2 separate regions of the Sus scrofa genome follow, and region 1 is linked to region 2. The links are chromatin contacts, called in public targeted proximity ligation maps. All regions are on one chromosome and are shown on one strand. The core of a region is the stretch at or near the end of the contact, and the rest is flanking DNA. Distances in the headings are between cores, read along the strand shown.

The links.
Region 1: a targeted proximity ligation map of alveolar macrophages shows a contact between it and region 2. A contact is called at or near these places in 1 of 47 Hi-C or Micro-C datasets (fetal skeletal muscle) and 1 of 2 datasets of targeted methods (alveolar macrophages).

What each region holds. Positions count from the first base shown.
Region 1 is chr4:111,984,788-111,990,508 of Sscrofa11.1, reverse strand. All of the region lies in intron 2 of VAV3 (guanine nucleotide exchange factor VAV3), which reads right to left. Among named protein-coding and RNA genes, the nearest start is that of VAV3, 160 kb to the right of the region's middle.
Region 2 is chr4:111,466,553-111,472,274 of Sscrofa11.1, reverse strand. It overlaps FAM102B (protein FAM102B), which reads left to right and starts at 5,045. Exons shown (of 11, transcript XM_021090109.1): 1 at 5,045-5,267. The coding sequence starts at 5,128.

The DNA.
Region 1 (5,721 bases), core at 374-2,873, 520 kb before region 2:
TTCAAAATGAGAAGAAAAAAAAGCAAAGAAAAGGAAAAAAAAGGTAAACATCTCTCTCTGGGTTAAGGTAATCTTTGAATTCCTTAGTTCAAAGACGGAACCGCCAAGGTTCCGGGGCTGTGCAGGGGCTGTGCAGGGGTCTCACTCGGTGATTACCCACACATATGCTTATTTATCACCTACTGGAGGAGGCAGCTTATCACTGGGGTGACAGACTCCGAGCTCTGAGGTAAGGACACCTGGCTGAGCGAGGCCACCCCTTACCGGCCTTATGGATGGTAACAACCACTCACCTGCCTCTCGGAGTTACTGGGAAAAGTAAATGCGATAACGCCCATCAACAAATGCTTAACTCAATAGATGTGAACTTTAAAAAAGAATCCCATCGCAGTAGAGTTGATTTACCATGTTGGGCTAATTTATGCTGCACAGCAAGGTGATTCAGCCACACATACACACACATCCGTTCCCATAGAGGTCGTCACAGAACACTCTCTAGATTTCTCTGTGCTACACAGCAGGTTCCTGTGGATCACCCATCCCATACACAAAAGTGTGCATGTGTCAGTCCCAGCCCCCCCAGTACTTCCCTCTCCCCTCCACCCTTCCCCGTTGGAAAGCATAAATTTGTTTTCAAAGTCTGTGAGTATGTTTCTGCTTTGTAAATAAGTTCATTTGTATCATTTTTTCACTTCTTTATCCATTCCTCTGTTGATGGACATAATAAATGTAAACTTTTATTAACATATAAAATACAATGATTATATACAAAAGAAATTTAATTGGAAGCCTTCATGCAACTTCTTCCTGGTTGAAGAGCGAGAAACCACCACCAAGATAACACCTGATATCAATTCATTTCCATAATAAAGACAGCACATCTTTAGTGAGTGTGTAAATTCAGGAGATGATGTATGAACAAATACTAAATTTATCAAAATAAACTGATTCAGGAGTTCCCTTTGTGGCGCAGTGGTTAACGAATCCGACTAGGAACCATGAGGTTGCGGGTTCGATCCCTGCCCTTGCTTAGTGGGTTAACGATCCAGCGTTGCCGTGAGCTGTGGTGTAGGTTGCAGACGCGGCTGGGATCCTGCGTTGCTGTGGCTCTGGCGTAGGCCGGTGGCTACAGCTCCGATTCGACCCCTAGCCTGGGAATCTCCATATGCTGCGGGAGCAGCCCAAGAAATGGCAAAAAGACAAAAAAAAACTGATTCAGGATAAAAATAATCATTTGCTAAATTTCTGAAAATATGCATTATTGAGTGAAGAGTCCAGCTACTGGAAGACTCCAGAATAATCCGTGGAGTAATATTTGGGCTCATGAATTAACCGCATTGTTGAATTTTAGTATGAGCCTTGTCCTGACTTGGCACTGTTTTAAAGTTACAGGGTGGAGTCAGCCTCTAATTTTTTTTTTTTTCACTGTGGTCCCAGCAGTGTCACTATTTATAAAAAGATAAATAGCAGCAGTATTAGCATGGCTACACATGTGCTGTTGCTCTCATTTACTTTAACACAAATACTAAAACACCAGAACTATTCACAAGCTGTGCCCTCCCCACAAGACTCTTATGTAGTTTGATTTTTTCATATAACTGTCCACCAGAGGGAGCCAGACGACAGTATATTCGCTTCTGCAATGCGTGTACCGTACAAACATTTCTGAAAATAAACAAGCTGAAACCATCGCCTCTTATTGACTCAAAGGGATTACTGATTACTACTCTATCATAGAAAAATACCATAAAAATATAAATCGTGGAAGAGACGGGAGGATAGTATGTAGTATGTCCTAAAGTGAATCTCTCAGGTCTATCGCTCAGGGTTATTTCTATCTTATGGTACATCAAGTCCATCCATTAACTCCAAGTTTAGCCAAAGCAAATAAAGGCTGTTTGGTCAATGCAGCATTTTTAGAACAGTGTGTATTGTATTAAGGTAAAGTGCATCCGGATTTGAAATAGACAAGTACACAAATTAATGCCAGATTCTTAAGTCCTCTGTGTGGAGACCAATCTACTGTTAGAAACATCCATCAGGAATATTTATAAAAGGAAACATCCCCAAGGGCAGTAAAAAAAAAAAAAAAAAAAAAAAAAAAGGAAGAAGAAGAAAAGACTATTTGCCTTGAAATGCCTTAATTTCGAAAATTTCACCTCAAATAATATGGAATACGGACATTTACTCTCAGAAAGAGGAGCAGCGAGTTAGATTATTTGCAAAGTAACAGGCTGACAATCAACTACTAAATCCCCAGCAGGGATTTTTCCTTCTCTACATCATCATCCATCCTTTGTTTGATAAGAAGAGTGGCATCTGTAAGAAAAAAATTCCAGATAACAATGCCTAAGAGTTGTCGTGGGAGGAAGGGGGGTGGCGTGGGCAGGCAGGCTGCTTTATGAGCGTGAGATCCCAGAATCTGTGAAGGATCAAGGGGCAAGTTGAAGAAAGACAGCGGGGTCAAACCTGCCTTTTTAGAAGATCTCAGCAAAGTGCAGGAGAGACTAGGGTAGGAGGAGGTGGCATACAGACAGGGGCCAGGAGAGCCACTAGGAGAGGTTTCTCCATTATCCAGGGAAGAAATGAGAGGTCTGAACCAAGCAGCAGCAGAGCTAGAGAAGAGGTGGACAGATGCGAAGTATTTCTCAGTAGCTGATGCACCGGGGAGGCTGAGGGAGGAGAAAGAGCTCAGGATGACCTGAGCTATTAACATCATGAAGGGCCAACTCCACTGCCGCCACCTGGAAAGCTCCAGAAGGCTGAGAGCAGGAAGCTCTGGTTCTCTGTTCCATGCATGTGCCTGACCATGTACATCACGAACTTGGCCAGGCTGGTCCCCATCCAGAGCCTTCTCTCACCTTCTCCCACCTCCAGTCTGGGTTCTTTGTGTCCCCACAGGACTCTGGACATAACTCTGCCCTAGCATCTATCACCTATTTTTAGAAATGTATTTGCTGTCTAAAACATTTGGAAAAGCCCCATGTTTTGTCAACTGAAACAATATAGTAACACATAAAAGTCGTCTGTCCACACCTGTCTCCCCATCTGCCTATACAGGAGCTAAGAATCTGGTTATGACTCTTGCAGAAATTTTTTTTTCCTTTTCCTTTACAATTATTATTTTAGGTAATGTGTCTCTGTTATACAGACTTTTTGTCAACATAGTTTTGTCAGTTAACAATATATCACAAATATTGTGTCAACACATACAGATCTCCTTTTTATTTTAATGTTATGTCAGTGTCTGTGGATAACATAACAATGTAACCATCCCCTGAGAGTGAGCTTTTTCTATATCTGCTGCAATACTGTTGTAATCACCATCCTTACCAAACATCTTTTCAATTGTGTGCAGGTATTTCTACAGGCAGGATTCCTACATGGGATAGCTAGGGCAAACAGTACAACCAGGAGTTCCCGTCATGGCTCAGCGACAGCGAATCTGACTAGCATCTGCGAGGACGCAGGTTCGATCCCTGGCCTTGCTCAGTGGGTTAAGGATCCAGTGTTGCTGTGGTTGTGGTGCAGGCCAGCAGCTACAGCTCCAATTTGACCCCTAGCCTGAGAACCTCCATATGCCACGGGTACAGCTCTAAAAAGACAAAGGAAAAAAAATTTAAGTTCCCACATAAACTGGAGTTCCCATCATGGCTCAGCGGGAATGAATCTTGACTAGTATCCATGAGGATGCAGGTTCCATCCCTGGCCTCGCTCAGGGGGTTAACGATCTGGCATTGTCGTGAGCTGTGGTGTAGTTGTAGACACAGCTTGGATCCTGCGTTGCTGTGGCTGTGGTGTAGGCCAGTGGCTAGAGCTCTGATTCGACCCCTAGCCTGGGAACCTCCATATGCTGCGAGTGCTTCCCCCCCCAAAAAAGAAACAGCACAACCACTGCTCTTCAAAAAATCTGCACAAATTCATATAACCCCTGAAAGGTATCTAAGAACACAATGAGGCACTCTAATGACATGTTTATCTGTCTTTACCAGCTAACAGTGGAAAATAACTTAGAGCAGGGAAATTGCTCCTTCGCTTGTCTATTCCATCACCGAGCTCACAGCCAAGCTCCTAACAACCACTTAACACAAAAATATCTGGTTGCTCAAACAAATGAATGACTACTACTTACCTTACAAAACTGTTGTAAGGATAAGGGATAATATGTGTAAAGACACAAAGAGCTTGGCCTGCTACAAGTGAGGAATGAATGAATGAATAATTAAAGAAGAAGCCCATTATGAAAATCAAATATTAAGTATGAGCAAGAGTTGCTTATCTCCTCAAATCTAGGGACAACATACATAGGGGCACCCCCTCCATCCTATCAACCATTAAAAATTTCCCAAATGATGATTATTTCATTTGAGTACTTTATTTTTTCCATCTCCATTAGTTTAGAAGCCATGAAATGACGGAGTTCCCACTGTGGCGCCACAGGTTACGAATCCAACTGCAGTGCCTGGGGTCGCTGAGAAGACTCGGGTTTGATCCCCCGCCCTGTGCAGTGGGTTAAAAGATCCAGCAACACAGCTGAGGCTCGGATTCTATCCCTGGCCCTGTAACTTCCACATGCAGCAGGTGCAGCCATTTAAAAAGAAAAAGAAAAAAAAAAGAAAAAGCAATGAAAACAGTTTGCAAAAACAGAATGGCAACCATGTACACTAATAAAGCTACCCATTTTAACCATTCTCTTCTTGAGACCTTCTGGCTAATTCTCACCCTCTGCTTATCTAGCACCTTAGTGCTGATGACACTGTAATCGGAGAAAAACAAGTCATCCGTGCAGAAGCAGTTTGTTGGAACTCCCCCCATGGTCCCCAGGGAAGGAAGCCAGGGCCATGGAGAAGAACTACAGGGAGCTGTGGGGACCAGCTCACAGGTCTGCCAAGCTGCTCTAATTAATTATGGGTTGATCTCCTTGGGCTCTCTGGTCTGAAGTTTTATCTCTTAACCCTCTCCCAGACCCAGTGGGAAGGCTATTAAGATTCCTGAACAGGGAGCTAGATTCAACAGGAGTTCCTGGGCCATCGGGTGGCTGCAGGCTTGAGCGCAAGCACCAGACAAGCTTAGCAGTTCAGGGGTGTCTGCAGCATTGCAGCCCCACGGCAGCCAGTTACCAGCTGGCAGCTGGATCTGGGGCCAGGATGGTCTGCTGTGGTCCCTGCAGGCTTGGAGCGAGTGCCCTAGGGCCACGGAGGAGAAAGTCAGGCCTCAGGACATACCTTGGAGTGTGAGCCTGGTGTGCTGGGCTGAGTCAGTCAGACAGGATGGGCCTGTGGACTAGATCAGATGTAAACAGAGGCAGGCCACTCCTCTGAGTGTATTACTCAGGTACCCAATTCTCTGACAATGAAGTCTAACTTCAAACCCATCTAGATGGGATGTTTCAGACTAACAATATATCTCACCTTAACTCTCCAAGGAAATCAACAGAGCCCATTATCTTAATTTTCTTGGCAATTCTAACCTCACACAGTAAATTACCCCATGAGGATACACTACAGCTTAGTGTCATTTCTAGCAACATGTTTAGGTCTTTCCTAAAATACCTAGCTGTTGCTTTCAATACTGTAGAATGCTGTTGAAAACCATCTCTAGCCCTTCTTCTATGGGTAAAGCAAAGCACTACAACCAGGTAAGATGAACAAAAGATTTCTGTATCAAAAAGATGATGAACTATGGGAAATAAACTTTCCATTGTTCAAAAGAGTAGAGTAT
Region 2 (5,722 bases), core at 140-2,639:
TGACAGAGGCGGGGGATAGAAGAATGGGTAAAATGGATGCTTGAAAGGTACAAACTTCCACTTAAACGATAAATAAGTTCTAGGATGTATTGTACAATATGGCGACTAGAGTTAATAATACTGTATTGTATATTTGAAAATTGCTAAGAAAGCAGATCCTAAAATTTCTCATCGCACACACACAATTTGTAACTATGTGATTGATGTTAACAAAACTTATCATGGTAATCATTTCACAATGTATACCCATTTCAAATCATTGTCATACATCTTGGACTAATACAATGCTGTATGTCCATTATATCTCAGTAAAACTTGGAGGAAACATTTATTGCAGATGTGAGCAGTTATTCTCCAGATGTTGACTCAGTGAGTTGGACTGCCTCAATCTTGTGGCTACTACAACTTAAGACGAGGTGCCCTCCACGACGCTTGCAGCAGGGAAGAGAAAGTCTAGAGAACTCCTCGAGGGCTTGTCAGTGTCTTATCCTGGAAATGATATATTACCTCTTCTCACATTTTATTGGCTAGAGCTAGTCACATGGCCCTGTTGAACTGCAAGGGGATCAGTAATGCAAACTCCCATATGCCAGAGAAGTAAAGAAGGACCAGATAAGGACCAGATATTACCAGCATCTGGTCATGTTTATCACAGATGATGTCTTGAATTCAACAGTCTGTTGACTTCTGCTCTACCAGCTCTTCCCAGGATTTCAGTAGCACTGGATGTCCTGACTGATAACCCTTTGCCTCAGGTTCCTACAGTGAATCTTGCCTGAACCAGGGGTGTGCTGGTAGCTTCCTGCCTCCTAAGCTCCATCTGCTCTCTACCCTTCTGTGCCTTACTCTGTGCCCCAAGAGTCCATCCTCTATGACCTGCATCTTCCAGGTACCTTTGCCCTCTGACTTCCTCTGGTACTGGGATCATGGGAGGTACCAACAGGAGATCAAAAAGCAGGAGGTGAGAGAGGTCAGGATATTTGTTCCACCTCCTTTCAACTCCCCACCAGACTGTGGGTTCCTTCCTTTGCCCTCAGTTCTGTCAAGAGTCCTTTCATTAAAATTTCCTCATTTAAACACTTTGAGTATGACATCTGTTTCTTGCCTGGACTTTGATTCATACATGGTGTTTAATAATCAAACAAAAGTCTAAAAAGGAATACTAGACTCTCTCCCTTCCTTTGGTTTTACTGAAGCTGGAAGCCTTTATGCACTTCAAATCTGAGTATATCATGCCTCTGTTTTAGAACTTCAGTGGCTCCCTATTACATCTCTGTCACCACCCCCACTCTAAGCTGCAGCCAGACTGAACCACTTTCAGTTCCTCCCACGACGTGGTCACTCTTCCTCTGAGCCTTTGCAGATGCAGAACCTTCTTCCTGGAAACTGCTGCCCACCCCCACACTCACCATTCAAACACAGCTCAAATGTCACTTACCCCAGAAAGTCTTCCACAGCCCTACTTATGCTAGTTGGATGTACTGTATTCGCACAGCAGCCTCTATTCACCCACCATCATATATAGATAGACTTCAGTGTTACATTGTACCAGGACTTCCTGCTTACTTATTGTGTCCTCCAACAGATCATAAGATACAGAAGAGAGATTGCATCTCAGATCTCTAGGGCCTGGGATGGCCCGTGGCACATTCTAGGCTCTGGATAAATCTCAGATAGTTCCTGAGTGTCACTGGAAAAAGCTTGAACCCGCCTCCTTTAGCAACTGTCCTCTCTCTTCATTTACTGACAATAATCTGAAAAAATTATTTTTAGTCACCCATTCCTCGTTACTAACTTCCATTCACTTCTCAGACTGTGACCTGAAAACGGAGTCCCCTCTGGTTAGGCGCTGAGCCAAAAGACACAAACAAGCCAAAGAGCGGGAGAAGGAAGGATGTGTTACTTGCAGCAAGTAAGAACACCAGGGATCTCTCCCAAAGCAAAGTCTCCCTGAACAGCAAAGTTGGGGAAGTTTTAAGCTAAGGGTATATGCATATTCGCGAAGGGTTTTGAACAAGGTAGAATTCAGCATAGAATGGGGGCAGAGGTGGACAGAGTCCAGGCTTTAGTTGAAGTCAGCAGGGTCAACTCATCATTCCATCCTCCGCCTGGGGGTGGGGTGCCTTAATTCCTGCAGAAATCAAAGACGTGCAACAGATTGCACTATGTATTCCTTGAGGAGGAACTAAGACTCTGCTTTATTGCTGAACTATTGTTTCCTGCCTGCATTTTCTCTGTTCTACATCCCTCACTTCCCTTAAGATCATTCATTACTGAGACCTATTCAAAGGCAAGCACTGTAGCCAACATTTAGATCCCAAAATTGCTTAGGCCAAAAATGGCTTCTCTTATGTCAGAAAAAAAACATGCCTGGCTCTCTTTCTCCAGGGACACCCCCTACACACACTCCCTATTTGCTTACATAAGCATTTTAATCTTACTTTGCCACCATCTTTTGTGGAGGCTTCTCTTGCCAAAACCACCGATAACCTTCTAGAACGTCAATTTAAGAGCTTCTTTTCAGTCCAAATCCTCCAGGATTTCTCTGCAACAATGCAGACTCCCCTCCTCCAGTCTCCTCCCCACTCCCTCTTTCTCTCTAATTGATCTGTCTGCAGATATATTATAAGCCCCTGTATGTCTTGCTCATTAGTATCTCTGGTCCCCAGTGCAGTGCTTGGCACACAGTAGGTCTTAAGTATGAATGTTAAATGATAAAAACTCTTTTTTGGAATTCTCTTGTGGTGCAGCAGGTGGAGGATTTGGCATTCTCGCTGCAGGGGATTGCTGCTGTGGCAAGGGTTCCATTCCTGGCCCAGGAACTTCCATATGCTGCAGGTGCAGTGCAGTAAATACATACATACATACAAACAAAAAACAAAACCCTCTTTCTTGACTTCCAGAGCATTTATCTTCCTTGATCTCTTCTCTCTGTTTGTTCTAAAGTGCCTTCACAAGCTTCTCTTCCTCATCTACTCATTAGATATTCTTCAGAGTAATTCATTTTTATCCACTCCTGGGGCTTTAGCCATCAGGGAATACTCTAATTCCCAAAGGCAAGTTTTTGGTCCTTACTCTTTGCCCTGATTCTCCTTATTCTCCTGGATGTCTCAGAGTTCAAATAAAGTCTCATTATCTCCTCCGTTCCCAACCTACCCTCCTCCTGCTTCCAAGGCAGTCAACAGAATTAACATCCATCTTGCTGTCCAAGTAACAAACCCCAGAGTCCCCTGTAACCCTGTCCACTGCCTTATCCCCTTGTCCTGAGGGCGAACCAGTTTTCTCCACTACCAAACCCGAGAACCCTAAACTCCTAAACTCTGCCCCTGGGTCTTTCCCTTCATTTCTCCCACCTGGAGCACCTTCCCTCCACCAACCCCTGACTCTGTTCCAAATCCCATTCATTCTTTGAAATTCAGAACACTGATTAACTTCAATTAATTCCTTCCTCTTCTGAGTTCCAGACAACTTGCTTCTTCATTCTAAGGAAACACACATGCTAGGTTTTGTTTTTTGGTGGGTTTTTTTGTGGGGCTTTTTTTGTTTTGTTTTGGTCTTTTTAGGGCTGCTTCCATGCTAGGGGTGGACTAGGCTCTGTAGCTGCTGGCCTATGCCACAGACACAGCAACACCAGATCCCAGCCGCATCTGCGACCTCCACCACGGCTTACAGCAACGCAGGATCCTTAACCCACTGAGGAAGGCCAGGGATCAAACCTGTGTCCTCATTGATACTAGTCAGATTTGTTTCTGCTGAGTCACCCACCACAGGAACGCCTAGGTTTTGTTTTTTGATGACTGATTTAGGTATATTTTTCTCACTAGATCGTAAAATTATTGAGGTCAGACTTTTTGTGGTTTGTGTGTGTGTGTGTGTTTTAAATCAATCACCGGGTCTGGACAATAACTGACATTTTCGGTGATTAAACATATTTTTGTACGGATGAATGCATCCATCAATGAGTGAACTGGGAACGAGAATCTCTTCAGTTGCAGCCTTTCAAAGATTACTGCGAGGGAATCTTTCGGGTTATAACTCAGGCTGAAAATATGAATATTACGTAACCAAGTAGTAACATAACGTATAATGTAACAATGTGTAACGTACACATTCTTAAACATGCATCTAAGGAGACTTCTTATTTTTTTGGCTTTTCAGTTTTCCGTATGGACGGCCACATTTTAGAAGGGAAAGTATTATTTGAATGCCTTCTGTACTCTTTTATCCTGGCTGACAGGAATTAAAGTATAAACCGGAGAAAACGCCTGTAGCAGTACAGTGCCTGGGTTCTGCACACGTTCTAATCCCTTCCTCTTCCCTGCCTCCTCCTTGCTTTATATTAGAAGGCTCGTGAATTCAGAGTACCTAAAAGAAATCTGTGTTTTCGGATTTCGATCTGATGAAAACGACGTCGTGGAGATTCTGATTAACCCTATTAACCCGTGACTCTCAAACCCAAGAGGGAAAAAAAATATATCTCTGGAGGGGGAGGGGGAGAAGGGGGGAGAGGGAGAAAGGAGGCGGGGCAAAAACTGAAAGAAAGGCCGAGAGGAAGCTGTAGAAGGAAGTTCCTTTTCGGTCGGATTTGTCTTTTTTTAACCCCAGCGAGGCGTGACGCCCCAACTGCCGTCGCGGGTCCGTTTCCCGGCGAAGCGCCCGCCCGCCGCGAATTTCCTCGCCCGCCCTCCCGCTTCCGCCCGGCGGTGCACTGCTCGTCGCCGCCGCTAGGGGCGCCGCGGGCCCCGTAGCGCCAAGGCAGCGGCGGCGGCGGTTCTCCCAGCTTCACGTCTCCTCCTCCCAGACGGGCGGCGGCGGCGGCGAGTTGCACACCGAGAGGGCGCCCACCGCTCAGGCGAGCTGCAGCACGACCGCTCCCCGCGGGCGGGCGGGGTCCGCGCCGCGGCCGCCGCCGCCGCCGCCGCGCTCCGGCCCCGGCTGCCGCGAGAGGAGGCGGCGGCCCCGGCCCCGGCCGGCCCGCGGCGCCCCCCAGCCGCGCCCCCGCGCGCAGCTCGCGGCCCCGGCCATGGGGCTGGGCGGGCCCGGGGCTCGGCCGAGTTGAAGCGGCGGCGCCGGCCCGCGCGCCCCTTGGGGCCACCCCCGCACCCCGCTCGCCGGCGTCTGGCTCTCATGATGATGAAGAAGAAGAAGTTTAAGTTTAAGGTGGACTTCGGGCTCGAGGAGCTCTCCTCGGTGCCCTTCGTCAACGGGGTCCTCTTCTGCAAGATGCGGCTGCTGGACGGCGGCAGCTTCACCGCCGAGTCCCCCAGGTAACACGCCCGCCCGCCGCCCGCGATCCCCGTTCAGCTGCGCCCTCGCCTGCCCAGCAGGGGCTTGTAGGCTGGGCAGCATCTCTTTCCGTGGCTCCTAAGCTCCAGGAGGGCGGCCAGCCTCGTGAGCTCTTCTTTCTCTAGGGATCAGTCTGAGATCGGTCGGCAGTCTATCGATCTGCTAAAGTGCTTCGCAAGTGGGTTCTTCTCGGCTGGAGTTGCCACCTGCGCTCCTGATTCCAGATGGTTCCTGGTATTTGCACTTCCCTCCTAAATTCTCTAGGAATGGGAACGATGGTCAGAAGGGCGAGGATGCTTGTGGTTTCTCTTCAGACCTTTCTATATTTGTGAGATGCAGAGTGGAACTTGAGCTGCTGTTAAAACAAAAATAACCCAAACAGCTCGAGTTCCAGGAGCGCCCGCTCTCAACAGAAGCCGGTGCCTCAGCCTTTCCC